Regions from separate parts of the Mus musculus genome. Here regions 2, 3, 4, 5 and 6 are each linked to region 1. Evidence: chromatin contacts called from public Hi-C and promoter capture Hi-C data. All regions are on one chromosome and are shown on one strand. Each heading gives the region's core, a stretch centred on a gene start, on an enhancer-like site or on the middle of the called end of the contact. The rest is flanking DNA. Distances are from core to core; before and after follow the strand shown. Region 1 holds the start of Prrc2c (proline-rich coiled-coil 2C). Region 2 holds the start of Prdx6 (peroxiredoxin 6). Region 3 holds the start of Ccdc181 (coiled-coil domain containing 181). Region 4 overlaps Sell (selectin, lymphocyte). Region 5 holds the start of Kifap3 (kinesin-associated protein 3). Region 6 holds the start of F5 (coagulation factor V).

The links. Promoter capture Hi-C pulls out the DNA fragments that hold promoters and counts their contacts. A called contact is a pair of places that touch in the nucleus more often than the background predicts.
Region 2: a promoter capture Hi-C map of the HPC-7 cell line shows a contact between it and region 1, with 4 times the contacts expected there. The contact joins the promoter of Prdx6 here to the promoter of Prrc2c in region 1. A contact is called at or near these places in 3 of 39 promoter capture datasets (the HPC-7 cell line, erythroid cells and hippocampal neurons) and 1 of 9 other capture datasets (liver).
Region 3: a contact with region 1 is called in a promoter capture Hi-C map of hippocampal neurons, with 3 times the contacts expected there. The contact joins the promoter of Ccdc181 here to the promoter of Prrc2c in region 1. A contact is called at or near these places in 3 of 39 promoter capture datasets (erythroid cells, hippocampal neurons and liver) and 1 of 9 other capture datasets (liver).
Region 4: a Hi-C map of CD8 T cells shows a contact between it and region 1, with 7 times the contacts expected there. The contact joins the enhancer-like site here to the promoter of Prrc2c in region 1. A contact is called at or near these places in 4 of 39 promoter capture datasets (the C10 cell line, hippocampal neurons, liver and 1 more), 6 of 484 Hi-C or Micro-C datasets (B cells, CD4 T cells, CD8 T cells and 1 more) and 3 of 115 datasets of contacts at active chromatin or transcription factors (memory CD8 T cells, regulatory T cells and thymic regulatory T cells).
Region 5: a contact with region 1 is called in a promoter capture Hi-C map of pre-B cells. The contact joins the promoter of Kifap3 here to the promoter of Prrc2c in region 1. A contact is called at or near these places in 4 of 39 promoter capture datasets (hippocampal neurons, liver and pre-B cells) and 2 of 115 datasets of contacts at active chromatin or transcription factors (astrocytes and microglia).
Region 6: a contact with region 1 is called in a promoter capture Hi-C map of embryonic stem cells, with 2.9 times the contacts expected there. The contact joins the promoter of F5 here to the promoter of Prrc2c in region 1. A contact is called at or near these places in 6 of 39 promoter capture datasets (the 3T3-L1 cell line, embryonic stem cells, hippocampal neurons and 2 more), 1 of 484 Hi-C or Micro-C datasets (CD8 T cells), 4 of 115 datasets of contacts at active chromatin or transcription factors (astrocytes, embryonic stem cells, pancreatic cancer cells and 1 more) and 1 of 9 other capture datasets (liver).

Annotation. Positions count from the first base shown.
Region 1 is chr1:162,738,406-162,742,872 of GRCm38.p6, forward strand. It overlaps Prrc2c (proline-rich coiled-coil 2C), which reads right to left and starts at 2,151. Exons shown (of 35, transcript NM_001081290.1): 1 at 1,920-2,151.
Region 2 is chr1:161,249,917-161,254,671 of GRCm38.p6, forward strand. Prdx6 (peroxiredoxin 6) reads right to left here and starts at 1,294. Exons shown (of 5, transcript NM_007453.4): 1 at 1,106-1,294. The coding sequence starts at 1,200.
Region 3 is chr1:164,273,689-164,277,886 of GRCm38.p6, forward strand. It overlaps Ccdc181 (coiled-coil domain containing 181), which reads left to right and starts at 1,910. Exons shown (of 6, transcript NM_029115.3): 1 at 1,910-2,073.
Region 4 is chr1:164,074,543-164,079,014 of GRCm38.p6, forward strand. It overlaps Sell (selectin, lymphocyte), which reads left to right. Exons shown (of 9, transcript NM_011346.2): 8 at 1,600-1,618. Among named protein-coding and RNA genes, the nearest start is that of Gm51665, 14 kb to the left of the region's middle. Within about 2 kb of position 2,694, at least 59 of the 459 cell types and tissues checked have an H3K27ac peak or open chromatin away from gene starts, as enhancers often do. A contact at or near this core is called in B cells, CD8 T cells, memory CD8 T cells and 2 more, where this site is marked.
Region 5 is chr1:163,778,168-163,782,610 of GRCm38.p6, forward strand. It overlaps Kifap3 (kinesin-associated protein 3), which reads left to right and starts at 1,416. Exons shown (of 20, transcript NM_001305643.1): 1 at 1,416-1,735. The coding sequence starts at 1,704. It overlaps Gm51663 (predicted gene, 51663), which reads right to left and starts at 1,373. Exons shown (of 2, transcript NR_165475.1): 1 at 1,206-1,373.
Region 6 is chr1:164,150,283-164,154,853 of GRCm38.p6, forward strand. It overlaps F5 (coagulation factor V), which reads left to right and starts at 1,553. Exons shown (of 25, transcript NM_007976.3): 1 at 1,553-1,838; 2 at 4,044-4,132. The coding sequence starts at 1,681. It overlaps Gm16548 (predicted gene 16548), which reads right to left and starts at 1,935. Exons shown (of 3, transcript NR_037987.1): 1 at 1,577-1,935.

The DNA of each region.
Region 1 (4,467 bases), core at 901-3,400:
AAACTACTTACGGATCCAAAGACTTAGGCTATTCTGAGAACAGATTTTACTGCTTGAACACTAGTTTCTTCTTCCAGGACTCTCCTGCTTTCCCTTCATCTTTAGCTGTCCTTTTACTTACTATGCACTAACCACAGTAACAAGAGCATTACTCAGTCTTAAATTCTACAGCAAGCCTGAGAGGTACTGATATCATCTTTAGTTTATAATGAAGGGATGGGCTCACAATCACTTCTCAAAAACAAAACAAAACTGAACATTCACAAGCTCTCACTACGCAGCCTAGGCTGGCCTCAAGCCCATTTCTGTCTTCCCCTAGTCTTCCTATGACACCAAACAGACACTACGTTTACATCTGGCAGCATTTTAACCTTCACATGTAACAATGTTCAAACACCCAAGCAAGCTAAAGAAAAAGTACCAGTTAAAAATGTGCCTTATTTTAGCAACAATTATAAATGTACAAGACCAAATGAACACTTTGATAGTTCAGAGCATCCCCTCTGGGTTTAGAAAGTATGGCTTTGACTACAGCACCACTACAAATTTGTGACCTTGATCAAATTACTTCGATCTCTCAAATATCTTGTCCTCATCTGTAAACCAAGTATAAGAGCTCCTTCCTCAAAGACTAGGATCAAAAAGGATAATGTATATAAAGGTCTTGAGAGCATACAGTTAGAGGTTAAGTAATGAGAGATCAGCCAGCATTCTATGTTCTTCACACACACCTACAGACACCCCCCCCAAAAAAACCCAAAAGCTTATTATGACAAATTCATCCCAGAAAAATCATATAAAAACTTCTTTTCTATATGCAAACTCAATCTATTTCTAATTTTTGGAGAATCAATGCATTTGGAGCCAGCCAGAAAAGATGCTGCAGTGCATCTGTGACACACACCTAAAAATGGCTCCAGCCAAAGCAGCATCTTAATGACCAACATGGAAGCTTAAATCTACTTTTAAAAAATGCTAGAGGTCAGACGTGGTGGCCGCTTCATACCACCCTCTCTGTAACGTCTATTAGCGGGAATTGACTCCTGAGCACTCGATGAAGCAAGCATCTTCCGATTCTTCTGGTGCATTCCCAAAGAGAAACCCTAACAGGAGGGCCGCCTACTGTACAATTCTAAGTATCCTGCTGGGGTATGAATTTATGAACCGAGGTTGAAGACCAGCCAATGCGGAAATCCGGGTAGTTTTAAGAGTCAGGAATTACTAGGCAAGTTGGATCCCCCCACCCCAAAGATCTTGAACACACTTCAAACAAATATACATCCCCTTTAAAGAGATCAGAGCGGTCCTTATATGCAAAATCAAGCAAGAGTCCTCACTGGCTCCCATGCTATTTTTCTTCGGTCTTAACTAGGGTCTCTACTCTAGCAACCAGTAATACTAAACGCTCTCTCTGAAAATCAGGCAGCAGCCGAGCCGTATTCCCACAAATGCCGGGCTGGAGCGGCCTAGAGGGAGGAAAAGACTACTCAAATCCTCCAAGAAGTTGTTCAGCTTGTCCCCAGCGGAAGTGGGGTTCGTTGGTCCTGGGTCCTGGTAGAGCCTCTACGACCGCCCTGGACTACACACCGCTGGCTGCAAACGCCAGCCATCACCACAGGAGCATCCGCAGGCACTAAGAGCGCTCGGAGCCGCCACGGGCACCGTCCTCCACGCCGTGGAAAAACGGCGCGCGCAGGCCCCGCGCGGGCGGAGGCTCCCTCGGCCATCGCAGGGCCGCCCCGCCGCAGCACACGCCGCGCACATGGGCGACGAGCCCTGCTCCGGATCTCCGCGGACAGCACGACGCCGGGAGCCCAGGGAGAGACGCCGCGGGCCCCCAGGCCTGGCTCCAGCGCCCGTGCCTTCCCTCCCTCCTCCATCGGGCCTCTTCACGGTCCGGACGCCCTCGCTCTCCTTACCCGCCAGGGTTGAGAACCAAGTCTGCGCGCTTCCAAGGGGCTCGCCCCGGACGGATCAGGGTCAGGGGAGGGGAGATTGCCTCGAGAGACCGTCCGCAGGGCCGCTCGGTCCCGAAAGCCCGAGCCACCGCCGTACAAACCGCCAAAGCACTTTCGCTACCTCCTGAGAGGGTGAGAGCGAGCGAGAAAAAGAAGCAAGATGGCGGCTAGCCAGCCCCTACGTGCTACGTCATGACGTTGCGTACGTAAGGCAAATCTCCGCAAGACCGCCCCGGGGGGGGTGGAGGGGTTGAGGCTGCGGGGTCACGTGACAGCCTCCGCCGCTTCTCGACTGCGGCGGAGGGCAACGCTACCTCCTACTGGAAGGAGGGAGTTCGTCAAGCAGAGCCATTTCGGAGACAAAGCTTTTCCACCTGGGAAGATTCCAAAAACCTTGAGCCCTCCGTGAGGAATCACGACTTGGTTTGTCTCCGTGCATTGACAACAACTGATGGAGGAACATAAACGTTTACAACCTGCGCTTTGACCGAATGTTCTTAGGGGGGGGGGGGGGGCAAAGTGAGGGGCCATGGTGTGGTGGCAATTTGAGAAGACCGAAGTTACCTCGGAGTGAAAAAAATAATCCAAGTGTTAGGGACAAAAGCGACTGGCGTGCTTTGCTGAGGCCACCTTCGGCATTTGTAATTTTGGTGTAAAATAAGGCACTGTTTATTTCTGACTCCTCTGGCAATGTTTACCTCTTGGAACAACTACCTAACAGAGAAAACTAACAGTTAAGAGTCACTCATGCAGGCCGGGCCGTGGTGGTGTACGCCTTTAATCCCAGCACTTGGGAGGCAGAGGCAGGTGGATTTCTGAGTTCAAGGCCAGCCTGGTCTACAAAGTGAGTTCCAGGACAGCCATGGCTATACAGAGAAACCCTGTCTCGAAAGCCAAAAAAAAAAAAAAAAAAAAAAAAAGAGTCATTCATGCAGATGTTTACTAGGTAAGTGTATAGTAGAGACAAGGCAGTACCCGAAGTGAGGAAGGAAAATGATAATATTCTACCTGGGGGCTGAGCATGTACCTCAGTGCCGCGTAGTATCTTGTCACATATATGCAAGTCTCTAGGTTTGGTCTTCCTTTCCCCAACGGAAAGAAGGTAATCCACGAGTATGTGATATTTCTCTACTTTATGAGATATCTATAGTGTATAATAAATCCAAAGATTCTTGTCCTGGTCTGAGTAAACTCCTCCGCTTGCAACTGGCATGTATTCATGGGGTGATACCACAACGTTAGAACAACCATAAAATAATAGCGCAGTAACCACAAGTAACTTCTTCCCCAATTGACATTTGTGATCATTTGTTTTAGATTTTGTTTGCTTTGCATTTCTGGGGCTCGAATCTGGGGCTTGCCTTCAACATGTTAGGCAAGTGCTAATCCAACTGAACTATAACCCTTAGCCCCTTCAGAGACCTTCCAAAATGAGACATAATTTGCTGATTGATAGAACAGGACAGAGAGAGGCCTGTCTTTTCACCAAGAAAACACCTTGGTTATTTTCCCACAATCCATTAGAACCAGTCTTCTGTATCCTGGACTTGAAGTATCTTTCTTGAGCAATGCAGGATCCCTCCAACAATCAAATATGCTGACATCTACCTGGTTATGAGACTGACATGTACAAACAGAATATTAATTCATGAGTTTCTAAGAGTTGTGCATTAGGGTTCTCTAGAGTAACAGAATTTATAGAATGAATCTCTATGTATATATAGAAAGAGATTTTGTTAGAATGATTTATGGACTCTGGTATAGCTAATCCAACAATGGCTGCCAATGAACAGAAGGTCCAAGAATTCAATAGGTTTTTCAGTCTACAAGGCTAGATTTCTCAGTTGGTTTTCAGTACATACTGGAATCCCAAAGAAGACTTTAATACCAGTGAAGAAATGGACTCTTGTTAGTGAGGAAAGAGCTAGAAGACAAATAGCAAAAGCTACCTTCTTCAATGTCCTTATATATAGGATAGGCTTCCAGCTGAAGGCATAGCCCAGATTAGAGGTGAGTCTTCCCACCTTAAAAGATCCTGATTAAAGGTATGTTTTCTAATATTTATGTATTTATGTATTTATTTATTTATTATATGTAAGTACACTGTAGCTGTCTTCCCGACACTCCAGAAGAGGGCATCAGATCTCATTACGGATGGTTGTGAGCCACCATGTGGTTGCTGGGATTTGAACTCAGGACAGTCGGCACTCCTAACTTTTTTTTCTAAACTCAAAGATACAGTTTAGAAGTGGATCTTCCACTGGGCAGTGGTGGCACACGCCTTTAATCCCAGCGCTTGGGAGGCAGAGGCAGGAGGATTTCTGAATTCCAGGCTAGCCTGGTCTACAGAGTGAGTTCCAGGACAGTTGGGGCTACACAGAAAAATCCTGTCTCGAAAAAGAAAAAAGAAAGAAGTGGATCTTGCCACTTCAAATTAAGCAAGCAAACAAACAAATCCTCACAGGCAAGCCCCTCCACATTTGTGGGTTTTAGTTAATTCCAGATAGTA
Region 2 (4,755 bases), core at 44-2,543, 1.5 Mb before region 1:
TGTCCTCACGTACATACATACATACATACATACATACATACATACATACATACATACTAGATACGAAAAGGACACAGACAGACCCAAGAGTTTGTTTATTCAGTGTCATTGGGCACTGAAACTCCAGAACCACAACATAGCCTGACGCGTATGCAAAAAGCGGACTGAAACTAAGCATCTTACAATGTGTGCATTCAGGAGCTGTAAAACTAAGACAAAATCGGTGCATACCTAGCCACTGTGGCCACCACTGTTGTTATCAGCAGCAAGGCCAGGCGCTGATGCAAAGCAGAGGGGGAGGGGACCACTGGGAAACAAAAGAGTCTCCAAGTGGGGAGGCACACGTGTCCTAGCCTTGGAATGGCCTAGAGTGGCAAAATGGTCGCAGCCTTTCCCTCAAAGCATTGCTTCTTCTAGAATCACGGTCACGCCTACAGAGTGTTTCTGGGTGCTCCCAAAGCTGTTACATATAATCTTATTTTTGACCTCTGAAGGAGGCTCTGGACAAAAAGTCTTTTGGCTACTTACTTGGCACCGTAGTTTTGTTTTGTTTTTTAATTCAGAAGTCCGCAAACACTCCCCGAAGTTAAGAGGAACCCAGATAACGTCGGGACAGCCCTTAATTTGTGGCTGTGTGCTCTAACTTTGACCTTAGGCACCCACCTTCCGCAAGGTACAACTTCTAGAGCGGCAGGAGGGCGGGCAGTGCGACCCTGGGCAAGCGTCCCGGGAAATGACCTCAAACACCGAGCAACCCTGCCCCACCTCCCCTGGGCTTTCAGATCGACCCCGACACAAACCCAACACTGTTTACAAAACCAGGTTAAACAGACAACAAACCGTCCTCGGCAAGGACCTCCTTTCCCATGCCAGGCCAGCCACGCTGGGTCAGGGAAGGATCCGCTGATCGGCGTAGGGCCGGGCAGAGGTCGCAGGTCCCCAGCAATGCCCGGTGATGCTCGGCAGGACCCCGGCGGCGGGCACGTGCGGGAACCGGTGAGGGGCTAAGCCAGAGACCCGCCGCGGCCGAGCGCAACCCGGAAAGAAGCGAGGCAGGTAGCTCTGGGGACCCGTCACCTGGCAGGGCAACGCGGTGGCCACTTACGAATCTCCCAGGAAATCGTGGAAGCGGATGCGGCCGATGGTGGTATTGGCCTCAAAGTTGGGGGCTTCGTCCCCGAGAAGCAACCCTCCGGGCATGGCGGCAGTGGTGACGCTGAGAACAAGGAGGCGCAGCCGCAGCAGTGAGCAGCGGGCGGGCTCCTGCGGAGACCTAGATCAGTGCTGGCCGAGTGGGCGGGGCTGGGGCGGGGCTGGGGCGGGGTGGGGCGACCGCGAGTCTGGCGGCTGCGGTTCTTCACGTGGAGCTTGCAGGCAAGGGAGATTCTGGAGCTAAAGAAGGCCACGTGCAATAGGAAGGAAGCGCAAGACCGAGAATTGCGGGGACTTGTAGATCTGGCGGCTCTGCAAAGATGCTCTAGGAGAAGGCGGAATTAGCGCAAATCCTCTGACATTCTCACCCCTGTTGGACTTACAATTTAGAGGTCTTGGGGTATAGCCCTCTTTTACTATGAGCATCTAGTAGTTGGCTGAATGACTGACTACTCAGCCAACCTGGGTTTCAGAAGTTTTTCAGGATGTGGCAAGAACCAGACTTGTGACGTGGGCTAAGTCAGAGGAAGTGGCTTTCTTATTGCAGCAAACATTCTGTACCAATGTCAATAAGAGGGCAATGGAAAGAACCGTTTTTTTTTTTTTTTAAATTTTGCCTCCCCATTCCTGGAGTTCCTTATAAAATGCTCAACACATTATTCCTAAAGTTTAAATATAGGTTTCACAACAGGCTTCTTGAGATCGAGTGTATGCAAGTGAATTCCCACCTGAAGAAATGGGACATTTTGATCCACTGACTTCCTATTTCCTAAGCACAAAGTGGAGAAAGATGCCTGCCCTTATTAGAGACAGATGGCAGACATTCTGCACAGAAACCAGAATCTGTTAGAAGCTCAGCCTGGTGATCGCAAACCAGAAACCCCAACTACTCTGGAGAAAGGAGAAGGACTGTAAATTCTGAGCTACAGAGGAAGTTCAAGGCCAACCTGGGGAACTTAGAGTCTGTCTCAAAATAAAGGGGAATGAGGAAGCAGGTGTGCGGCAGGATGCTTGACTGGAGTGTGGGAGGCCCTAGGTCCAATCGCCAGCGCTAAGGTGTGGTGGAGGACAATGTATTAGAAAGCCCCGAGTCCTAGCTGGAGAAACTAAAGCGAGTTTATGTAAGTTAAGTGAGGCTACCTGGAGGTCAGCTTCAGATTGTGTGGCCCAGCCTGGGGAAGCCTGCAGGACAGTAGACTACTTAGAACATGGCAGGTGCTCTCAGAGTGGTAGCTATTATTAGATGACACAATTCACGCAGTAACTCTCACTTTCCTTATTGCTAGCTAGACACCGTGCGAGGCCTGATGTGAGACATAGTCCCAGCTCTTACAGGAAAAGTGCAGTTATGATATCATGTAAGGTGATATGGACAGGGGAGCTGTGAGTGTTTGTTGTTCGGTGTGAGGAATCCTCTGGAACAGACTCAACGGATTTAAAGGAAAGCGTGTGGCGGTGCTGAGTGCAGCGACCCACTGTACCCTGCGTTTTCATCATGGTGATAAGCCCTGTCTTTGTGTCTGCATGCATACTGGTCTTGCCTGCTTCACAGAGATTACTGCCATGCGTTTTAAAGTTAAGGTAACTTAATCTCTAGCTTGACTCCACCCTTCTGTTTTGAAAGCACGTATCTTCACTTTATTTATTATGTATTTTCACAGTAGGGAAGCAGGGTAGCTTGACCTTAAGGAACTATAAGCAGTGTTGCAAAGATGGGCTAAAAATCAGATACACCACAATAAAGAGACTGGATGCAGACTCAAAGTGGCTGATCTCTATCAAAGGCATAATTACATAGCCACCACTTTAAACTAAGCGAGTATAGTAAGATAAACACCTATTCCAATCTATAGTGCCAGAAGTAGCCTGCTGGTGGTGATTTAGTAACCGTGCTCTAGCCTTGGCAAAAGTTGGAATTCTTTAAAGGTAGAGATTAACATGTCTGTTTGCTTGATTGTTTTTCAAGACAGGATTTCTTTGTGTATCACTGGCTGTTCTGGAATATGATCTGTAAACCGGGCTGGTCTCCAGCTCACAGAGATCTGCCTCCCTGTGTGATCAAAGGTGTGCGCCACTGCCCAGTTGAGATTAACATTTTTGACAACACAGTTTATTTCACAAGACACTTAAATTTCTGTCTTCTGAGAAGTCCACAGATCTAGCATCAGAAGGCTATAGGCCCACTTGGAAACAGTGGTTACAAAATAGCCTTTTCTTTTCATGACTTTTTCTTTTCCTTTATTACTGTTTCTTCATTCTGTTCCTCATATTGTGAACATGAACAATGAAGACGATTTTATTCAAGGCAAAAGCCTGGTATAGTATATGTCCCTGTGAAAGCAAAGAACATTCTCATGTATTTAGTATGTGAATAAAGTTACAAGGCCACTGTGTTTGACCCTTGTAGGTAAGTGAGTTTGACCTTGCCTTATATGTAAGGAACCAGGACACTACAGGAGGACAGTGAAGACCATTTTCTCAAGGACCAGTGAGAAGCACAGTGGGAAAGGGAGGGGCTCGCTGTGGGATAGGCCAGAACATGGGAAGGAAACAGGCTAAGAGAACCCTTTGCTATGAAGGACTGAAGGCTCTGCCGTCAGGAGGAAGTGCTTTCAAACAACCTAATGGCTGGAGAGAACACCATGGTCCTTAGAATTATCTCCTGAGGGCTAACAAGGAAGTGCAGGAACTTCCAGTGGGATGGTGTCTGATTCACACAACAATTCTAACTGCTTCAAAATATCAAAATCTCTCTCTCTGTCTCTGTCTGTCTCTGTCTCTGTCTCTCTGTCTCTCTCTCTCTTAGTCTGTGGACTTTTAGGAAGAGGAAAGGAGGAAGGAAAAGAGGTATAGGGAGAAAAATCAACAAGAACAAAGTATATATTGAAACCCAGCACTTTGTGTGTTAATAAAAACATTAAAAAATGTTGGTTTAAACTGTATGTACATTTACCAAAAAGATTATACTAGAATATTCCTAAGACAATGTCATAGGGACAGCATAACTATTCACATCACCCATGCATGTTACAAAGGAAATGAATTGTTGGTAGCGATGCGGTAAAGGTAAACTATTGGACAGCCAGCAGAATGGAGCCTCCCTAGCTTCACGCAGTGATAGGGGTCAGAGTCTCTCTCTCTCTCTCTCTCTCTCTCTCTCTCTCTCTCTCTCTCTCTCCCTCACATGCCCCCAGAGGCCTCTTTCCTTCTCTTTCTGTCTTTTTCTGTCTCCCTTTCCCTGCTTCTACCCCTTTCCACGTTCCTGCTCTGCTCCTTGGCTCCCTTCCCCCAGTAAACTTCTTTTTGTCCTAGGCCTGTCTTTCAGGGGACCCCTTGGCAGGGCTCACTGAGGTGTTTCTCCTGCATTGTTATGTAATTATTATGTGTTTTATAAAACACAAAGGGTGAATACATAAAAAGAGTGTTTTGCATTCTCAGGACTCAATAACCACTTTACAACTCTTGATAAGAGTGTTAACTGGGCTGGAGAGATGACTCAGCAGCTAACAGTACTGTGTGCTCTTCCAGAGGTCCTGAATTCAATTCCCAGCAAGCACATGGTGGTTTACAACCATCTGTAATGGGATCCGATGCCCTCTTCTG
Region 3 (4,198 bases), core at 660-3,159, 1.5 Mb after region 1:
CTTTTGTTCCTTTGCTGTGGGCATTGGTTCCTATTAAATCCTCTCCCACAGTTAAGGGTTGATCACAGGACTGCTAATCATATGTAAGTAAGCCAAGCCTCTCAGCAAGAAATCCATTTCATCTTCTGCCCTTCGGGGCTGGGACCTGCAGTCACAAGTGCTGAACAGTCGAAACAAGCTCAGAGCAAATCTACCACCATGTGGAAGTAATTACACCGAAATACCTTTTTCCTTAGGGCATTTGTTTTAAGAAACGCATTGCTGGCATTTGAGCTAGAAGCAGATTTGTCCGCCTGCTGTGGGTCAGAGCAAACTTCAGTCCTCTCTGTCCTCTGGTGCGATTCACAAAAAGGATGTTTGTTTTGTTTTGTTTTTAAATTAGGTCCATTTTTTATTATAAATATATGTAGGTATGAAATATTTCTAATATGCAATATAATTTAACTTATTTGACATGTTTGATGGGTAACATCGACTTGAATGGATTGAGACATGCTTAGGAAATGAGGAGAGCCCAGCTCCAGGTATTTCTGTGAGGTGTTTCCACCAGTTCTTACATGTCCTTCGTTTTCTTCCCTTGGTCAGTCATGGTTAGCCTATGTACACTCAGCTCACTGGAGAGAAGAGGCATTAAATGATGTGCCTGCATAAAGTGTGACATAACCCCTCTCTCATTCCTTCCTCCCCTGCGGGTAAGTCTTGAACACTCATGATACATCTCGTTATTCTATGATTTGATCGTGAACTTTCTAAAATGTCCTGTTTTCGAGGTATTTTCCTCTCTCATCTCTGATGACCAAAACCCCACTTCCTTCAGAAACCTTCATTATCCTTCCTCACCAAGCTTGTAAATATTACAGTTAGTTCCTTTTAAAGACCTATTAGCCTGGGGAACTCAAGAACTATCTATCAAACATTTATATGGCTGGAGGCTTGTAAATGTCTAAACCCAGTCTCTCCTTGAAAGGGAACTCACAGTTTCCTAGGAATGACTGCCATGAATATTTTTGCATGGAAATGAGACATGACAATGTTTATCCCCAGATCACATTGTTGGCTTCCAAGTTATGCATGTAATTGCTAACAGGCAGTGAGGCATAAGGTTTTGATGTATGCTTCACCCTATCTGGTATATTTTGAGTCAACAAAACAAGTTGATGCCTGTCTTCCCACAAGCTATCATCTCCATGTGTAATGCCCAGCCCGTCTCCCATAATTTATACTATTTTTCAAAAGTAAGCTCTGGAGTAAACTCTTTACATATATAAAGATATATATATATATATAATCAAGGAGAGGTTAATATATTAATATATATTAGCTTATATATGAATCTCTCCTCGATCCACCTTTTTTTTTAGATGAATTTGTACCTATGTTATATTGCCCTTCTATTTACACTCTGTGAGCTCCTTCATGGCTGGCCTATTATCTATCACCACAATCTGAATGTTCTCTTATTTTCCTATTATCCCCCAAGGTATTAAGGGAAGTTATGGGAAAACTGTAGTTGCCTCTCTTGATGAGTTTGATTGCTGGAACTAAAGTTCTATTTTCTTTCATAACTCCTTTCTGTAAATACAATTTTGGCTATAATTTCTTTAAGCTGAGGGTCGAAACAGCAATTAACAACTAGCAACTGTTATCTTTTAATATTTACTTGAGGAACTGTTATCTTTTAATATTTACTTGAGGAAAATGAACACAGAAATGCACTTTTATTGTTAAGTTTTGGAAACAAATTAAAAATCTGACTACAGGTATACAAAATCCACATTCAAGGCAGAAAACCAAAGGGGATGCGAGTCTTCCGGGTCTTGGAAACGCTGGCCGGATGTAAGGCGCAGGTGTTCGCGGGGATCCGTTCTGCGCCTGCGCGCGATCCTACCCCGCCTCAGTAGTGGGAAGTCCGGAAGAAGGCCTCAGAGGCGCGCTGTTGCCATGGCACCCGGGTGCTGGGTGCTTCAGGAGCAGGCCCCGGGGTGTCACCGTTGCCTCGTTGTCAGAGCTTAGAAAAGGAGAAGAGAGCTCCTGCGGCCATCTCTGTGACCCCAGCCGCTGCATCTTCCACAGGCAGGAGGGGACTTAGCGGGAGAGGAGGGAAGGACAGGCAGACAGGTGGCAGGAGCAGGGAGAGGATAAACGTCGGGGCGAGGTGGCAGGGAGGCGGCTGAAGCGAGCCCTCTTCCAGGGAGAAGCCCCAGGATCTCCCCAGCCCCGCACAGCGTCACTTCACCATGCACCAGGAGAGCCCCTCAGAGGACGGCTTAGACGCTTAGAGTTTTTGTCCTATCATTTCCCTTCTCAGAGTTTAAGACTATGAAAGGTAGCTTGCGTGGAAGAAATCACTCCTGAAATGTTAGCTTCCACACATAGAATGCTATATTCATTCCGTTGGTGCTTCAGATGTTCAGCACGAATCCAAAATTTTACCTAATTTTGTTAAATATTCCTGTCAGAGCTTGTAACAGATGGTAATTTAAAAAGTATTTCATAACACCACAGACTTATGGGGATGCAGCAGGAAGGATGGACCAGATAGTTTCATAGTGCTGTAGAAGTTTGCTTAACTGCTTTTTAAAATAAGGTGTTTTTTGTTTGTTTTTGTTCTTGTTTTTGTTTTGTTTTTGCTAAATGCTTTTTTTTTATATGGAAAGGTTTTCTCTTTACTGTTTATTCTTTTGGTTCTAGGTGTTTCAACAAATATTGTTTAAAAGGTTATATATGTAGGGGTGAAATAGAAGTATTGGGTTAAAGTATTTTTAAATATTTTTAATCTTGTGAGAAAGTTACCAAATATAATGTGCATCTATGCCTGAGGTTCGGAGCCACATTGCAAGGTCTTCAGACACTGAGAATTTTTCACACACTTAAGTGGAAGGAACTAATTTCTGCCACTGCAGTTTACTATTGATCTGGCCAAAAGCACTTACAGAGATTTTTTTTTTAAATTGATGATAAACTTTACATTTTATATGTGTAAAAAAAAATCATAGTAATAAAATAGGAAATGCTAAGAAATGCGGTTCATGGAAGATACCATTTTATTCTAGTGTGTTGACATGTGTATCATGTGAGCAATGCCCTGGTGGTGATGGTTAGGAAGCCAAAGGGTTGAATATCCTGTGACTCATTTGAAAGGCTTACGGGGCTTGGCAACAGGAGTTCATGTTTATGTTGCTTGTTTACGCTAGAAGCAGTGGAGATGTTTCTTTTTGGAGCTGTAGAAATTCAATTACACTTCAGATTTGATCCAACTTCATTTATTTTTCATTTATTTTGCCTGTGCCCTTTTAAAACTTATATTTGTGTGATTTTATTAGGTCTTAAATATATATGATATATTTTTATTTGTTATTGGTTCTGGTTTTGAATTTAGCATTTTAGCTTTCATGTAATTGATATTTTAGGAGCTCAGAAGTATGAACTATTTCAAACTTATTATTTATGAGCTCAGAATTATGTTTGATATAAGACTCTGAGAAGACATGGAGGAGTTAGTTCTAGAAAAGTTTTCTTCTAGCAGCAAGTTAAACATCGTAATTTCAGCATCCCTTCTGTGAAAAGAGAGCTAATGATACCATGGAATAATGAGTGTGAAAACCAGTGTGGTTTTTACATGCCTTTTGTCTTAAGGCAAATTTGATTTTATTCTGTGTCATTCATAGTGTAATCATTTTCACTGGTGGGTAGGCAGAGAGTGTAAGGAATCTAGTATGTCTTGAAGGTAGATGTTGGTTTATCCAAGTCACCTCAAAATAACTTCTAATTGAGAAGTTATTGAAGCCTTACATTTGCGTTTGTCAAGAAGGCCTGTTTTATATTTTTAGCTTAAAAAATATCTGGAGGGGCTGGAGAGATGGCTCAGAGGTTAAGAGCACTGACTGCTCTTCTGAAGGTCTTGAGTTCAAATCCCACAACCACATGGTGGCTCACAACCATCCGTAATGAGATTTGATGCCCTCTTCTGGAGTTTCTGAAGACAGCCATAGTGTACTTACATATAATAAATAAATAAATAAATAAATAAATAAATAAATAAATAAATCTTTTAAAAAAAGAATATCTGGAAAGAATGCAATGAATATTTTAGTAATGATTACTATCTACTTAACTGGCTCCTTATTTATCCAAGTAGCTAAAAACGAACACTAAGAACAGGGTGTAAACTGCATTGTCTGTTGAAGAACAGTTTTAC
Region 4 (4,472 bases), core at 1,444-3,943, 1.3 Mb after region 1:
CTTCTGGATTCCCTTTAACTCTTCTCCTGGGTCCACAAACAAGGACCCTGGCCATGTGCTCTGGTAGAAACACTTGGTACTCCTAGCTTTTCTCATTCTCCAAGGCAATGGCATTTTTTTTAGGCCAAGCTCTAAAATCTCTTTAAGCAGGAGCTCAAGGCAGAAATGGCTCTTTCCTCTGAAATAGCACCCCTAAAAAGCACTTGCTTTCAGGGTTACAAGGCAATGCTGTTCCTCAGGCGGAAGAAATTTCCACCTGACCCAACACACTGGTTTAGTACAGAACATGAACTTGAATGCATTCTCTCTTAGTTCTCTTTTCTTCAGAAAGACACTTCCTCAGTAGGACAAGACACTCTCTCAGTAGGACAAGAAATTCCCTTAGTAGGACAAGAAAATCCCACAGTAGGATTCTGGGTCTTGTTTACCTATTGTCATTACTTTCATTGTTCCTTGCCATATACATATGGCAAGAAATCTCAGAAAAGGTAGTGTGTGTGTGTAGACGTATATATACACATATATTTATTTGTGAAGATGTACAAATGGACTCAAACTTGATTATTCTACCTAATCTGTATATTTGGTCCATATCATCTACAAGCAAAATTTTGAAAGACTAGCTTTTATAGAACTTTAAAATATCAAAGACACAATTGAGTACTGTCTATTATGTGCCAAGCAATGGCCTAAACATTTTAAATACCGTTTTTTTTAACCCAACAATGAATTTAACATCTATGTGGGACAATTCTAGACTAGCAGTTTACAGCCACTGAAAAACACCAAAGCCACCCCTCTCTCAAAGGATTCTCCTTTCTCAGAAAGCTTTCTTTCTGTTTCTTTTTCTTCTGTTTCCTACAGACCTCATTTCTTCACACCACTAGTTAAGCAATATTTAAATAAGAATGTGTTTTGGTTCACAAAATGTACTTTGTATAGTCAACTAAAATTACCCAAAGAGTAAGTTAGAGGAGAGTCCCAACTGAATAAGCACAACTAAGCTGGAGCTGAGGTTTTTGTTTGGACACAGAAATGTGGGTTCCAGAGTTCTATGCATTTGGTGGAAGTGGTTTTCACACCTAGTTCCATGTGGCCTGTTCAAAGGGGAAACAGAAGTATTTATGACATATGAATTGTATATAAGATTCCATATGATGTATGAAAATATGCCGCTCAAATTGGATTGCATGATCCTCACTGATTCCTACTAATAAGACCAGAGCCAAACTCTCAGGACTCACATAAGAGAAGCTGAGAGACATTGAAGTCCTTTAGGGAGGGGCTGGTAAGAGGATGAGCTGTGCCTGGGACACTGGGTCAGACCAGTAGGGAGTTCAGCCAAGGCTCTGGCTTTATGAGCATCACAGCAGGTGGAGTGGAGTCCCCAGAAGCAGGCTCATCACACTGTTCTGCTACAGCTCTAAACGGTTACTGGTACCCCAGATCCACTTAGCAACAGATGGGTGTCCACTTACCAAATGCACAATGTATTTCCAAAGACAGTTTTGGAGGTGGGCATACCCTTTACTTTAAAAAAAAATTGAAATTGTTTACTTTTTGATGATACTTTTTTTTTATTCTTTTTTCTACGTTTAGGCAAGAAATCTCAAGAAAGGTAAGTTTTTCAATGAAGAATTTCCACATCTGTTTGTTTCTACTTTCCTTAGGGTGCTTCCTATTATAGATAGAACACAAACCCCGCAGTAGTTATTTACCTGAGCGCCTCATACAAATAGCATTTCCAGATAAGGTAGTTGAGTGCTAGCTGCCATTAAATCTTTGTGACTTTGATGCTAGTGGTCTGAAACAGATGGATGTATAATATGCCTATTAAGAAAGGAGATTTCATATGGTGGGAATGTTTCCTGGTAGTCTCTGAATTTTCCTTGAGGGTTAGAAGCATGCTGTTATGTTTTTTCTTGTCTTAGCTTACAGGACCAACGTCTAACAATTGAGAAACATTCAATTCAACAAGCATTTCCAACAACTAACATATTGTAAAAGGAAACTGTCCAGGTGCAGGCCATCAGTCTTAACACAGAAGGGTAAATGACTACTCTAATGAGTGCTGGCCTTCAGAAATGAGAAAGAGCAGTGGAGCATGGAACCTACCCACCACTTCCCTAAAGAAGTATTTGCCCCAGTTGGTTCTCAACACTGCAGTTCTTCCAGTAGAGTAATAATGTAGATTGTTGAGACAAGATGCAGACACATGGAAGTTCCTGGCCTATCTGGCAGAAATGAAGAAAGGGAGGATGAAAAAGGTGGCCAGAGAGACAGATGGAAGAGGATGAAAAAGAGCTGGGGTGACAAGAGTGGGAACCATCTCAAATGCAGCCAGAGTAGCCATCAGATTTCCAGAGGGTGCATTAAGGGCATCAGTGGGAAGGCTATTTAGATAAAGACAGAGGTCAGCTGGAGTAAGGATGAGGAACCATTTAGGATAATCATCTGGAAGCAGAATGTGTTCTGCTCTCTTGAGAATTTGCCACAAAGAGTGGGAGAGTGGTGGGGTTGAGGACATGGGCTCAGTAGAGTCTTTTTACTCTGTTTCTATTGCTGTAATTGTGTAGATAGGACCCAAGTAAGAAAAGGGTCTCTCTGGGGACTGGCCTCCCTATCTCTGTAGCAGGAAACCCACAGGATGTAAATATTTCTTCTGTGTTCCCACCAGCTGAGTGAAAGTTCTTTTGGCATATCCTACCCAGAGCTGTGTTCTGGCCGCAGAAACACCTGCTTTGATTGCTACTGCACGGAAGTGGTTCACTTCATTTCAAGGATGCGGTGGCCAGCAAGAGATGCTAGTCAAAAATAATTAGCATAAAATTGTCTAATAGATTTAACAGTTTGTTGACTTTTTTGAGTAATTGACAATTACTCAATTAACTTTTGTTTATTGAACGTTTTTTTTTATTAGAACAACACTAAGCTTAACTGAGACACTCAGAGCAATGAGTCCTTGACTCTAACTTCAGGGAAATTCTTATCTAATTGTGGAATGAAGACAGAAATATTTAGAAGTACAGAACAATCTAAGGCAGAAATGGTCATAGTTGATGAATTTTGTACCGATGAGAAGAAAAATCATTGCAAGAAAGGCAGAATCTGGGAGAGAACCTTCAAAAAGTTCAGACTAGGAAGGTAACTCAAACATGGGCATGAGAAGATGCGCAGATTTTCCTAGAGTCCCTGGTCTACTGAGCATCTGGGCAATGAAGGCGATCATCCTCACACCAGCACATGGCTTTAGCTTACCCACCAGGTGTACTAGAACTTGGAAGCTGATTGGCTACCTGGAGTTAATCTCACTGATTAACTAAGGTGATACCACTTCATACATTTTTAGGCTCGAAAGACTGAGGACATCACCTTAAAACTGACTTTGTAGTTAGGTAAATAACTTACCCACAGGCCTTGTGACAGTGATAGTTACAGTAATAAATAGTAGATAAAAACAAACTTTTATCAAATACACATTCCATGTTGCATACTGTTTTAAGTGTTTTGAGTCTTAAATGGTTAGATGTTGTCTGCAATCCTGTATAGATAGGGAGTGTTGTGATCCTTAATAACAGTAAAGAAACAGAAGGGGAAACGACAGTGGCTTAAGGGAAGTCACTGGAAAAAGGGAAAAAGCTGAAACTTGTAACACCAGCATCCAGAGACAGTATCCCTGTTACTCGTATGATTCTAGATCCTTGATTTACTTCTATGTTAGGGGTTTTACTACCAGAGCCCCTCCTCTTCCAGTAAAATGACTTATTTTCACACTAAACCATGGTGTGATGGCACTGAGGAAGGGTGTGGTGGAAGAAATAGGGTGTGTCTCTAGAACAAGCCAAGGGGGGCATGAACTTTTTTTTTTTTCTAACTTAAGTTGATTCTCACAGGTCTTTGTTCTTGTTCCTATTAGTTTTTGGCTGATGAATGACTCCTTGGGCATTTGTGGTTTTGATTCTTGCTGGTTATTTTGACTCTTCTGCAAACTGGTTCTGTTTATCACCTCATTTGGTTTCTGGTTTCTAAATTCTACCTGGGTAAAAGCTACACCCATGATACACAGGATACGATGCCAACCTCAGAGGAGAGGGTATGTGCGAGATTCTGCTTTCAGAAACATTTTTATTTCTACACTGGCAAGCAAGTTTGCAGCTGCCACGGTGGTTTACCCTGACAGTTCAGAACGAGACCAGAGCCTCCGAATCTGGTTCTCCTTTTGAAAGGTGCAAAGGCACAGAAATATGGTTCTCCTCCACCCTTTCCAGGAATGGCACAGTTGTGACATAGAACACAGTGGCACCTATTTCATGAATATAAATTCGTCCTTATCTCTCTAAACCATACTCCACCAGAATCTCAAATCTGGAACCAATACCACTCTCTTCCTGAGTTTTTATTTTCTCCGATCTCACATTTTATCTCCTACTTCCCCACCTCTCCACTGTAAAATCAGCATGCAGTAACCTCCA
Region 5 (4,443 bases), core at 166-2,665, 1.0 Mb after region 1:
GTGGTGTGTCACCAGACACATGTGTAAGTCAGAGGACAACTTGCAGATGTAGCTTCCTCTCCTCCCATGGTGTGGGTCCCAGAGATAGAACTCACATTCTCAGAGGTGGAGGCAGGCTTCGTTGCCAGCCTTTACAGAAGTTTTAAAGCAGTGGTTCTCAACCTTCCTAACACTATGACCCTTTAATAAGTTTCTCACGTTGTGGTGACCCCCAACCATAAAATGATTTTGGTTGCCACTTCGTAACTACTGTACTTTTGTTACTGTTATGACTCTTGATGTAAATATTCGTGTTTTCCAATGACTTTAGAGACCTTCGTGAAAGGGTCCTTCCACCCACAGAGAGGTCATGACTCACAAGTTGAGAACCACTGCTTTAAAGTAGTGTGCCTTGCTTTTATTGTTAAAGATGTTGTGAACGATAATTTGTGCATTTTTTGCCTTGGTTTGAATAATCAATATTTGAAATAGAAAGTCCAGTTAGGAAGAATCCCATGTGTGAACCGATTAGACTAATCATCAGAGTGTGGATGGAGAGAAAAAGCTGCAGATAATGACTACCTTAACGATAAGACAGAACTTTGTGACAGTTTGTTAAGAAGACTTTGATAAATATGGAGAATGTAGTTTGCCTGGAATTCCTTATTGATAAATTGAAAGAATAGTTACAACTTTATCAGAAATAAATTTAATTGGTGTGAGTTGGTAGGGGCATAAAACATCTCTTTAATGTCTCTCTGCATGACATTTTATGCATAAAAATCTATCACTATTAACTCTTTTGAAGGAATGGCTAACAATGTGATACCAGAAGACGGTGATGGACAGGTTAAAGGATCTCAAAGCAGAGCAGACAGCTTGCTTTGGCTAAAAAGCGGCTCTTTTCTCTCTCCAAATTGTCAGCAATTATTTGCCTTAGAAGAAACAATTTCTCAAGAATCTTGAGTTAAAGTTAATCAGTGGACGATTTGGAAGTTCAGAAGTTGGCTTGTTATAATGGAAGGGAGTGTTTTCTACTTTGGGATTTTAAATGCCACTTTCAAAGTTGATCCAATCCACATCACAGACTATTTCCACCAGCTAGAATTCAGTGCAATCAATGCAGAACCTTTTACATGTTCCAAAATAGAAGCTCCACCAAAGAAGTTGTTGTCAAAGGCTAGTCTGATCACCATCATTAGTTAGCTAGAAGGTTCACTGGTTACCTTGTCTCCTTTCACGCTAAGGACTTTACGTTCCAATTTTGCAGCTTGCAATGCTTCTTCCTTTCCCATCCTCCAGGGGGCAGTGACCAGGAATATGCCTCTAAATCACAGGCTCCCAGATCAGTACCAAACCCTTCCTGCGCTGTTCCTGGGAGCGTCAGATTTGTCGCAGGAGCCTCACCCTGAGCCTGCGCAGACTGTAGCTGTCGCGTGAGCGCATGCGCCTTGCGGAGAGTTCGGCCCTGACGGCTCTGGGCGGGTCTGGGCTGCTCCAGTGTTTTGGGGCCCAGGAGCAGTGGGAGGAGCCGGCGGGTTCACCGTGGTAACCGCTGCGCCGCCGCCGCCGCCACCGCCACCGCCACCGCCGCCCCGCCTTGCAGGCCTTGGGACTGTCACCGCTCTGCTTTGAGGGTACTTTGGCCGGGTCTCCGGAAGTAGCCCTCCCAGATTCTCAGACACTCCCATTCTCCCCACGCCGCTGCCGCCGCCGCCGCCGCCATGCAAGGCGAGGACGCCAGATACCTCAAAAGGTGATGACCCGGGCTCCGCCCTGAGCAGGTCCTTAGGTGTTTCCCGGCTGACCATGGGATGTCCAGGGGCAGAGCTAGACACGAGAAGGGGTGGGACGCAGGGAAGGAAAGAAAGAGGAGAAAATGATGGGGTGGAATAAAGGATGGGCCCTGCGGGGGCGCGAGGTCCTCTTTGGCTTGGAGGTGTCCTGACAGCATCTGATGATGTCCTTGCTACATTAATCTATAACCTCATTAAGAGGCAGGTTAGGCGAGATAAATCCCATATTTCCTAGGTTTTGTTTTTTGTTCTGCCCCACTCTCCTGGATTCCTCAATAGATAAATCCCATGGAAGCTTGGAAATGAATTCTGTCACATCACCAATTTGTGTTCAGTTTGAGATTCATAAATCATGGTGGGGTGTGTGGAATAAAGACGGACGTGGTGGTTTTTGCTTTATGCAAGACTGGATTGAGATGTTCAGTCAGCTGGTCTTGGTCCACTTTACTCACTTGACGGTCACATACACTGTATAATTTCTGTAGGAAGTTCATTATTATTAAGACCTTGGCATGCGAAAGCCTACTATTTTTTTTTTTTACATATGTATGATATCAGCTACACCAAGAAAAAGGAAATTTTGTGAGATTCCTTAATGTCTGTAGAAAAATAAGACCACCCATGGTTAGAAAAATATACCTCTCACTGAACCAACTGTGAGGGAGCAGTGAATAAATCTTTTAAAATGCTAATGTAGAGTCTCTATTTTTCGTTAAAGCTCTGTTGCTAATCCACTGCAAAGAGCACATAGATTTGGTTTTTTGGACATAATTACTTCATTTGAAAATGAGAGATAATACTTTCTGAAGGACATAAGGACAAAGTATGAAAATACTTTTGAGAGAAAAACCATGCATGTTAGGTGGTGACATTAAGTCCTAATAAAATTTGTTAAGTGTATTTTCCCTTACTTGATAGGGTTCTAGCCATATCTTGCAAGAAATTAGAAATAATCTTGCAAGTGGTAGTGGATTCTTGAACATAGTCAAATAGTTGTAAGATAAATCAACTATACTGCTTGTACAAGACAAGGGAACACAGTGCTTTGTCTTTTTCATTTTATATCTTTAACGAAAAGGCAAATGAGAAGACTTTCAGTAGAGATTTGTAAAAAGGAATATGTAATAAAAACAAATACATGGTCAGAGTACTCATTCTAACGTCATTTTGTTACCATATACACATGTGCCCATTCCCATACTCCTGTACACACACTCTTTATCTGTCAAATACAGTACACTTTCTAATTTCAACTTTAAACCGAAGGTTGTTTTAAAGAACATGCTGCCATTGTAGCATTTGCTGATTTTCATATACTATGGGTGTGTCAGATGTGGTTTTATTTAGAGTCATTGTACTAGTGTGGACCCTCTTAAAACCACATCATCTAGAAAACAATCAATACAACTGATCTACTTACTCACTGTGATGTTTTAGTCATAATCTGGAAAAAGATTTTAAAAACATTGTTCAATTTTGTCTAAGTTTGCATTGCCTTAGCATGTGTATATTTACATACACACATACATGATATATATTGCACATATATATTGCATGTGTATATATATATGTGTGTGTGTGTGTGTGTGTGTGTGTGTATGAGACATACAGACATAATGGAAAAGGCATGAACTTGCTGGATTTGATATATATGATACTTTGTTCAGTTTTTTTCACAGTGTATAATTATGTTTCACTTTTGTTATATTGTGCTATACTATATATAGTGTGCTATAACACTTTATTCCTTTGTTGTAACTACTGAATAATATTTATTGCATGGATATATTATAAGCTGTTCGTGACCGAGTGTTGATAGGTATTCAGGGGGTTTGTGCCTATTGCCTGTTAGGAATAACTTGACAATCAACATGACAAGGTTTTGTTGAACACTTCTCTCTCTTCAGTCATATAAGCTTGGCATACAGGAACATGAAGAAATTCCCTGTTAGACTCATTGAAGAACCAGCAGGGAGGTTTCCTCAGTTCTGTACCTTATATGTTCCCCCGTATGTATGAGGGCTCCAGTTATTCCCACACTTTGCCTGTTATTTTCTCTTTGTGTTTCATGTGTTTGCTCTGTAATTGTAGCTATTCTAAGGGCTGTAAAGTAGTGTCTTATTCTGTTTTGATTTGCATTTCCTAATTACGAAGTAAATTGAGCTCCTTTCATCCTCTTTGGTCATTTGTCTTTCTTTTTTAGGAAAAAGTGGTTACTGAAATATATATATATATATATATATACATATATATATGTATATATATATATGTATATATATATGTGTGTGTGTATATATATATATATATATATATGGCATTATTAAATATGCAATTTACAAACATTTGTCCCAGCCTTTGGTTGTCTTTTTACTGTCTTGAATATGTCAGTACTGTCAACAATTTTGATTTGTTGAAGTCTAATTTATTAATACTTACTGTGGCTTTTGAAACCGTATTTAAGAAACCATTGCTAAATTCAAGGTCATGAAGCTTTTCCTTATGTTTTATAGTTTAAAGTCTTAAATGCTGGTCTCTTCTCCACTGGAGTTAATTACTGTATATGGTGGTTAAGAATATCTAATCTTCTTAGCATCGTTTGTCAGAGATTGTTCTTGCTCTGTGTGGATACTTGGAGCATCCTTGTTGAAGATTAACTGGCTGTAAACAT
Region 6 (4,571 bases), core at 303-2,802, 1.4 Mb after region 1:
GTGTCTGTGTGTGTGTGTGTGTGTGTGTGTGTGTGTGTGTGTGTGTGTGGAGAGAGACAGAGACAAACAGAGAGACAGACAGATAGACAGATACTAGGCTAGATATTATAGGACCATAGATCTCAACCATGTCTCTTGTGTCCGAATTTGCATTTTGGAAACTCCTGGAACTGTGGATCAGGAGTATAAGACATCATCCCTGCTCTTGAATAGATCATAATCTAGCCACAGATACAAGGGCATCTTGAAAACCTAATGAAAGGTTAGCAAAAGGAGTATATAATCTGAGCAGATTAAGTTCATGAAACGGAAAAGTCAACTGGAACCCAGAATCAGAGACAATGGCAGAAATTCTGACTTTAAAGAGCAGGGAAGCAGAAAGGGAAGGAAATCCGTGTGAGCATTCTTCCTAGTGTAGTTATGTGTGCACACATCTGCTAATTAATTACTTTTCAGTACATGGTCTCACTGCGTAGCTTAGGCTGATCTCAGGCCTCAAACTCACATTCCCCTGCTTCTAGCCCTCGTGTGCTGGGATTACAGGCATGTGCCATCATGCCTGACTCAAGAAGGGGCATTATAAACTGACTGAAGAATATCAGTGATGTGATCAGCAAAGAAACAGAAGCAGGAGTTGGGGGGAGGGGAGAAGGAAGGGAAGGGGGAGGGGTGGGGCAGGGGGAGGGAGAGGGAGAGGCTGCTGCGGAACCTGGATGGTACCAGATCACAATTTACTGGATGTGCTGGAAGCAGAAAGTCTGAGCAGAGACAAAGTTCTGGAGAATTCAGGGCAGGCCATCCTGCTGATTCAGGCATAATTCTCAGCTTTGCCACCAACAGAAAAATAAAATCTAAAACACCATGCCAAGGATACAGGAGAACGAGCAAAGACAAGATCATAGACTGTAGCTACCTAGGCCCTGGGGACTGTCCAGTTTACAACAGTTTGTCCCCTCCCAATAATAAGATCAAGGAAAACTAGAATTGCCATTCTTATTTTACAGATGTCAAAAGTATTTCTAAAGACATAGTTGGCCCCAGACCACACAGCTACTGACTATCTCAAATGAGTTCTCTAAACCCTGGTCTCGGCTACACTTGAGCTGGTGACAAGCCCTTACCAAGCGGTCTGTCCTAAGAGATTCAGACTGCTAACCTGTTGGTGGACCTGTCCTGAGGCTGTTTTCTGGTTACTGTGCAGTGCCATTTTCCTGGGATCTGAGGATGGGTGTTGGGTCTTACTAAGGCTTGCAGAAATCAGCTGACAAGCCTAAACTTTGAACCCCTACCCCATCCCCCCACCTCCACCCGCGCAGGTTAAGTGGGATTGCTGCTCCCACCTACGTTGAAGTGGGGGAAATGCTGCTTTGTGATGGGGCGGAGACCCTTGGGCACTGCTCCAGAGCCATAACCTCCAGCAGGCTTGCCCTTCCTTTCCCTCTACATTCCTTGTCTGGCATTCTCTCTAGTAAATGCCTGTGGCCACAGGGGGGAGTGACCTCAACAAGCCCCTGCCTACACTAGGCATAGAGGGAGGTAGGGTTAGACAGCCACCACAGGGGACAGGGACACTCACTGTGCCCTGCAGCTTCTTAGTCCTCCAGGGAGACAGATCAGCGCGCAACAGGGACAGAGCACTGAGCACTGTCGGTGGTGGCAGCGCGCGGCAGGACAAGGGCCATGCTCCTAGTCTGCCCGTGCTTCTTCCTCCTGGTGGTTCTGGGAACCCGCTGGGCGGGCTGGGGCAGCCACCAGGCAGAGGCCGCGCAACTAAGGCAGTTCTATGTGGCAGCTCAGGGGATCCTCTGGAACTATCATCCTGAGCCCACAGATCCAAGGTAACTGGGGGTGAAATCCAGGTGGGCTTCTTCAAGGAAGAAAATCTATTATAGTTGCAAGGGGTGGGGGTGGGCTGGGAGGAGGAGGAAAAGGAAAAGGAAGAGGAGGAGGAGGAGAGAGAGAGAGAGAGAGAGAGAGAGAGAGAGAGAGAGAGACTAATGTTGTGTGGGTGTAATTTTGTCTCTATGGACATAATTTATCATTTTGAGGATGTGGAAATTTCAATGTGAATGGTTAGCTGTGGCTTTCTTTCCAGGTGCAATCCCTAATCTGTTTTCCCCCCACGTTTGTTAGTTTAGTGTATTGATGGGTTGAAAGGACACACCTCCACAGCCCTCTTAGCCCTTCCTGTGCATTCGGCTTAAGCCTTTTGACAGTCTGCTTAAAAAAAAGAAAAAGGACCTTCTAGTTATATAATATTTATTCCTGTTAAACACAAGTTCATCTTCTAAAGAAAAAGATGTCAAAGCTGTCACCATGTACTTCATTATAAGGAGATTTTGTTGCCTTCCTATAAACGATTTTCACTGTGGGTTCAGAGGGAAGGGAAGGCACACTTGTATTTTCACTTTTCCTAGACTTACCCCTGGCTACCTAATGTGGCTTCATTTTTTCCTCTCATTTTGAGTTACTTCCTGGAATATGACTTATCCTGGGTATTTTGGTCTGCCCTGATTATTACCCATGTTAGTGAGCACATAAGGTAGTCATTCAAAGGCATGTCTAACTAAGAGGAGGCTTAAATAATATCAAACCTAACTTTGAGTTGCAGAATATATTTTGCTAACCTGCCTGCAGTTACCCAAGTCATAGATTCTACGTAGCACTTGCGACCACGAGTGTTTTTATTTTAAATGCTAAGCCTCGCTTACTGGTTGACGCATTTTTTTCCCTTTTAGTTGACATCAAAGTTTAAGTGATTGTGAAAGATGTGTTCCTCTTTTACAATTGCAAAACCAAAGCAATCAGCCAAAGAAAATAATGTAATATCTTGAAAGCAATGTGTAATGTTTTAGTATAAATGAATAATCAGCCTTTGAGTTTGCTGTTGTTGGTTCTGGGTTGTTTGGGAAGGCATTGTATTCAGTCTTGGTATCATGCTAGTGAGAAATATCACATCTAAATGACTTAAAGATTGCATTTTCAGAGTAATAATCTAGACCACACCCATACTCTTAGGAAAGTACCACTAACTGAACACCTCCACCCCACCCCAATCCCAAAAGAAAATAACATTATTTCCAACATCAATTTTGCTGCTTAGGGGCAGAGAACACAGACTTGTGTTCAAGTGACTGCATTCAGCCTGGGGTAAGGCAAAGGTAGGTTTGAGTTAACACAAGGTTAGAGATGAACAAATTCCGATCAAATGCACAGCATGAGGACTCTAGCTAACAACATTGCACAGGTCTTCCCCTGGTAAGGAAAGAGAAGTGGGTAAGTTACCAGTAGGGAAAACTGCTAAAGGAAGTTTCCCAGGGTCTTCATCCCTCCTGTGAAAGATGTAGTTATCAAGACACCTGACCTTGTTGACTCTAGACATAGAGACTGGAGCGGACACCTACTGGGTCAGCTAAAGCTGAGGAAATGGTTTAACCCTCCAGGATCTTTATCAGGAGGGTGTTTATCCTCTGCATCTTCTAAGGAAGCGCCTTTATCTTCCCAATGCAGGATTTTTTCTAATACAAATCCTAGAGTTTTGCCCTACTGCTGTCTTTGCTTTCCCAACTAGAGGCAGGCTCCATCAGATGGACACCAATTCACCACACCTTCTAGTCATTCAAAACCACGGAATGAAAGTGGAAAACGTTTCTAAATGATGTCTGATTCATCGACTGAGAAATGGTTCACATACACTTCTCAGTGACTTATATTTTTAATTTAGACCTGAAGTTCGAGTTTGTGTGACGAGCTTACCATCCTTTATAGAAAAAACTTGACTCTGAAGAGCAGACTTAGAGAAGCACTGGGCTTGTGTTCATGGGAGCATGCACACTGAGGCAGAATGTCTTTGAAAAGACCAATGATTATCCCATTGACTTCACTTGTGATCCAAATTTATAAAACCCTGGGCTTTGGAAATACAATAAATTACTGTCACTTTGCTCTTCAACAAAAATAGTCACATAGACACCTTTCTTTCTGGAATAGAAATAGATAGATATTATATGACTTTCAAGTTCGTTTCTGTACTTTATTTCCAGTTTGAATTCTATACCTTCCTTCAAGAAAATTGTCTACAGAGAGTATGAACAGTATTTTAAGAAAGAAAAGCCACGATCTAGCAACTCAGGTAAGCCTACAAAATATATTTTTTAAATTACTATTATATTGGTGTTTGGACCTAAAATCTAATAAACGCTAAGGAAAAAGAAAAAAAAAAAAAACCTCTACCACTGATCTATATCCCTGGTCTACATCTAAATTTTTATTCTGAGACAAGGTCTCTGGGGAAGACTATGAATTGTGATTTTTCTGTCTCGGATTCTCAACTAGATGGCATTATAGGCCTGTGCCACCAGACACAGCCTGTAGTTTTTATTTTAAATATAATTTTTCGTGGAAAATATTGTATTCTTTATACTTAAAGTATCTACATTGTGAACTGGTCAGATGGCTCAGTGGCTAAAGGTAATTGCTGCTAAGCCTGAAGACCTGAGTTCCATCCCCAGTTCCATGGTAGAAGGAAAGAATTTAATCTTTCAAGTTGGCCTCTGATCTCCACACATGCA